2 separate regions of the Mus musculus genome follow, and region 2 is linked to region 1. A link is a contact called in public Hi-C data. All regions are on one chromosome and are shown on one strand. Each heading gives the region's core, a stretch centred on a gene start, on an enhancer-like site or on the middle of the called end of the contact. The rest is flanking DNA. Distances are from core to core; before and after follow the strand shown.

The links. Hi-C and Micro-C count contacts between places; a contact is called where the count stands out from the background.
Region 2: a contact with region 1 is called in a Hi-C map of adipose-derived mesenchymal stem cells, with 3 times the contacts expected there. The contact joins two enhancer-like sites. A contact is called at or near these places in 1 of 15 datasets of contacts at CTCF or cohesin (pro-B cells) and 2 of 484 Hi-C or Micro-C datasets (adipose-derived mesenchymal stem cells and stem cell-derived neural stem cells).

What each region holds. Positions count from the first base shown.
Region 1 is chr7:39,654,670-39,657,213 of GRCm38.p6, forward strand. No RefSeq gene overlaps it. Among named protein-coding and RNA genes, the nearest start is that of Gm26327, 26 kb to the left of the region's middle. Within about 2 kb of position 1,267, at least 90 of the 459 cell types and tissues checked have an H3K27ac peak or open chromatin away from gene starts, as enhancers often do. A contact at or near this core is called in adipose-derived mesenchymal stem cells, where this site is marked.
Region 2 is chr7:40,257,204-40,259,747 of GRCm38.p6, forward strand. No RefSeq gene overlaps it. Among named protein-coding and RNA genes, the nearest start is that of Gm38996, 37 kb to the right of the region's middle. Within about 2 kb of position 1,263, at least 23 of the 459 cell types and tissues checked have an H3K27ac peak or open chromatin away from gene starts, as enhancers often do. A contact at or near this core is called in adipose-derived mesenchymal stem cells, where this site is marked.

The sequences.
Region 1 (2,544 bases), core at 17-2,516:
TGGCAACCTGTCCTCCTGTCCTTCCATAAGACTCCCCAGGCTCCATCCAGTGCTTAGCTGTGGGTCTCTGTATCTTTCTGAGTCAGCTACTAGGTTGAGCCTCTCAGAGGACAGCCATGTTAGGCTACAATCTGGAGGCATAAAAGAGTATCATTAATACTCTTAATAGTGTCATTAATCATTAATAGTGTCAGATATTGGTGTTTGCCTATAGGATGGATTTCAAGTCAGGCTGGTTATTGGTTGGCCATTCCCTCAGTCTCTGCTCCATTCCCTATCCCTGAAACTCTTATAAACTGGATAAATTTTGGATCAAAAGTTTTGTGAGTGGGTTGGTGTCCCTATTGCACCATTGGGGTTCCTGCCTGGCTACAGGAGATGGCCTCTTTAGCTTCCCTATTCCCAGTGCCTAACAGCTTTCTACTCCTATTCTTCTGTACCCCTGTGTTATCATCTAGGGCTCTTGAGTGGATTTATTTTCTCTGTCAATTAAAAGAATAAAAAGGCAGGAAATATATCTTGGACAGGAAGTAACAGATAAGTTTCATCAAAGGTGAAGAAGTGCAGACAGTTGTTGGGAGCCGCCCCCACATTCGCCGTCACAAGATGGCGCTGACATCCTGTGTTCTAAGTGGTAAACAAATAATCTGCGCATGTGCCAAGGGTATTTTACGACTACTTGTACTCTGCTTTTCCCGTGAACGTCAGCTCGGCCATGGGCTGCAGCCAATCAGGGAGTGATGCGTCCTAAGTGAAGGATAACTCCTCCTTAAAGGGGACGGGGGTTTCCGCCACTCTCTCTCGCTGGCATCTCTCTGGCTCTGCGCGCCCTGCGCTCTCTCGCTGCCTAAAGATGTAAACAATAGAGCGCGCTCTGCGCTTTGGCGCGCCGGAGCGGAGCTCTGGCTCCTAAAGATGTAAGAATAGAAGGGGCTTTCGTTTTTGGGGCTGGGCGCTGGGCGCTTGCCCTCCTGGCTCCAAAAGATGTAAGCAATAAAGTTTTGCCGCAGAAGATTCTGGTCTGTTGTGTTCTTCCTCGTCGGGCGCGCGAACGCTATTAAGAGACAGTCAGAAAGACAGAGGGAAAGATTGCCTGCGGGGGAGAGACGGGCCAAGACCGTTTTTTCCCGTGGAGGGCTGGCTGGGGTTTTTTAATGTTTTTGCTGGGCTGAAATGAATCTCTTCTCCATAATTTAGGATTTATCAGTTTAGACAAAGAAAAGGAAGCTGACACACCCACTGCTTTGGGTAATGATGTCTAGGTCCATCCCTGCTGGTGAGAGAAAAGGCCTGCCAGCCTTTGTCTGAGATCAGGAGGAGGAAGAAGCATCGAGAAGCATGGCATCTGCATTTATCTCTCACTGGTCCCTTCCCCGATCTGTCTAGCTCCTATTCCCATACTCACCTTCTGATTTTTATGTCATGCTGTATTTCTTAGGTTTGCCAGTGGAAACCACATTGGTGTCACAGCACTGGTGTCAGGGAAAGGAGGAAGGGAGCTGAGGATAGTGTTGTAAAGCCCTGAAGTCATATTTCACAAGACCACACAGTATCAATGTCTGTGTACATTCAGCACATGGTCCTTGGGCTCTGGCTGCTTTGAGAACCTGGAGCCCTAATCTGAGCTCACGGATCCTCTCCTGCCACATACATCTCCAATGTCAGCAAACTATATGGGCTTAGGGAAAACTACTTTCTTTTGCCCTTCTTCAGATGCAGCCGTGTCTCAGGCTTTACACGCAATACCATCTATGGCCAAGACAGATGAAAAGTCTTCTCTACGAAGTGAGGGAGGAGGTAAACCAGGTGGACGTAGGTATTCATAAACAAGCAGGAGGCAGCCAGCTGTGGGAGGGCATGTGCAATTGCCGAACCACTGGTATCAGCAATCAGACCTGGGAGCTGAGTGGATGAAGAATAAAAATGAGCTGTTGGCTCCAGGGAGGTTCTGCTGTCACATCAAAAAGATTAAAGTTACCCGTGTCTTTCTGTGTCCTAATTGCATTCTGTCACATTGCTGTCTGTAGATAGTGTGAGAACCTACAGGAGCCAAACAAGGCAAATAGACCATTCCATTGTTCCACAGACCCTGTAGAAGGGGCTGAATGAACAGGATCATGGTGCTCAATACCGCCTCTTGTCCTTGCCCAGAATGTATGCTTTCCCATCTGGTGCCTTAGGCATACTTATACAGGGTAGTTCTGATGCCTTGATCAGGAATCTGTATGTGAATACTGAAGGTCCTGTTTCCCAGTTGGTTCTTGATCGATCAATAAAGATGCTAATGGCCAATGAGCTGGGTGGAATAGGCAGACTTCCAGTTTTCCCACAAGCAGGGTATCAGACAAGAGAGAATGGAGAAAGAGATTTGATGTGCTTTGGAGGGAGGGAGAGAGAGACACCAGCTATGTGAGATCTAGGGCGGAGTGACCATTGGCCACTTCCCCACTAGGCCTGGGGGTAGCAGGTGGCAGGTTAGAAACATAACTAAGCTGGGGGCAGGTTTAGGGTATTGAGCTGGGGCTAAAGGTAACTGAGCAACTG
Region 2 (2,544 bases), core at 13-2,512, 600 kb after region 1:
TATATATGTGTGCATATGTATATGTGTGTACCTGTATATGCATGTGTGTATGTGTATTTTTGCGTCTTTATGTATGTATATGTGTGTGCATGTGTATATATGAGCACATGTGAATGCATTTGCATGTATGTGTGTTTGTGCTCTTTATGTGTCTATGTATGTGTGTGTGTATTTGTGTGCATGTATATGTGTGTATGCATTTGCATGTAATGTGTTTGTGTGTCTTTATATATGTATGTATGCATGAGTGTGTATGTGCACATGTATATGCATGTGTGTATGTATGTGTGTTTGTCTGTGAGCATTTATGTGTAAACATGATGATATTTTATTCAGCCATAAAGAACATTGAACTGTCATTTTCAGTAAAATGGCATTTGTGAGTCTTAGATTCACTTGTGACTACTGGATTTTATATAATAAATAAAACCATACATAAAACAACAAAACATATATGACATAAAATAAAAGTAAAATTACATATAGGAAAGAAGAGAACTAATGGGAGAAGGAGCAGAAAAGAGGAAAGGGTGGGAGAGTATGCTGGCTAGTTTTATGTCAATTTGACACAGATTTGAGTCACTTTGGAAGAGGGAATCTCAATTAAGAAAATGCCCTCATCAGATTGGACTGTAGGCAAGCATACAATGAATTCTCTAGATCAGTGATTAACGTGGGAGGATGCAGATCACTCTAGGCAATGCCACCCCTGGAAAGTTGGTCTTGGGAGCTATAAGAAAGCAGGGTGAGTAAGAAGCACACTGTGAAGTAAACAGCATCCCTTCATGATTTCTGCATCAGCTCCTGTCTTATTTGAGTTTCTGTCCTGATATCCCTTAGTGATGAACTTATAAGCTATCAGGTAAAATAAACCCTTTCCTCCTCAAATTGCATTTGATTATGGTGTTTAATCACAGCAATTGAAACCCTAAGTAAGAAAGGTGGTGGGGGAGGGGCATGGCCCAAGGACACTGTGCCCCTGTATGGAAATGTCCCTACAAAACCATTACTATGTATGATTGTGGGCCAATGAAAAGGCAGTGGAGGTGATAATGACCTTCTGGAACATGACCACTGGCAAACATAACTGGCCTTCCAAAGAGAGAATTCAAAGCCCATGGTGGGATTTATTAAACATTTGTACAAATTGTCTTGCTGAGGAAGCTGTGCCTCCCCTGGGGCTTGTTCAGAATGGCTAGCAAAGCGGTAATGGCCAAGTCATCCGACGCAGCTGTGGCTGAACAGCACACAGCAGGAAAGCCAGCAGGTCAGCAATGACCTTCTGGCTGGGCAAGGGCCAAGGTATTCAGTTCCCAGAACTTTGCATAGGTCACTTGTATCACAAGTTTGGGCGAGTTTCCAAAACCACAGCCTACTTTGGAGGTTGGGATGGAGGCCAGGTTCATGTGCATCGTCTATCAAGACAAAGTTGTAAAACAAGTCTGCTGGCTTCATACTAGGATAGGAAGGGAGAGTGCAAAAACCAGTGGCAGGCCCCAAAGGATCGTGAAGAATTGAGCAATTAGGAGCACATGAATGGACGCATTTGCAATGACTGTAATAATTATTCCTTGAATTTATAAAACTTACATAACTTTGCATTTCATACATATTACCTCGTTAATTCTCATTGTTTAATAATTTAAAATGGGGTTTCTGTGCATGTAAGTTTTCATTGAGGCCTCATAATCACTCTGGGCAATTTCCACAAGCCCACTGAGGCCTTGGCAGAGACATTATAAAGATTTATCCAATCCATCAAGCCAGAAAAGAGCACACAGAAGAAAATTAACTCTTTTCATCCATCCCACCACCCAACATCAGGAGTGACTCCACTCTCAAGTGATTCTGGAAGGCTTTGCTTGTTCTCCTCCTTCCCAGCTCTCCAGCTGTGGTGTTGGGAGTGGGGCTGACACCCCACAGACGTCTTCAAGGCCGATTCTAGTCCTTGACACCCATTTTTGAGCCTAGCTCAAAAGAATTAGCAAACACAAATGTAGTGTTGCATATAATAAATATATTTGATATTTTTATTTTTTGCCACAGAGCTTTTTTCAAAATAGAAAGAATTGGCAATACTGGTTTCATTAAGATCACAGACTAAGCCTCAAATTTGTGTTCCCAAGATAGAATTTAAGTTTGTTTGTTTGTTTGTTTACTCTGGATATTTAGGGATCACTTTTGTATCTTGCCCTGTAAACCAGGCTGGCCTAGATTTCATTATGTAACCCAGTTTGTCCTCAAGCTTTTTCTTTCTTGTCTTGTCTTTTCTTTTCTGTGTTCTTTATTATGTATTGATTATTCAGAATAGTGGGGTTTTTTATTGTGACATTTTCACTTGTTCTCTCTCTCTTTCTCTCTCTCTCTCTCACACACACACACGTATATATATTTACACACACGTGTATATATATATATATATACACACACATACATATATACACACACATATATATACGTGTGTGTATTATATATGTATATGTGTATGTGTATATGTATGTGATATATGTATTTTATTTATATTCATCCCATTACATCATGTCT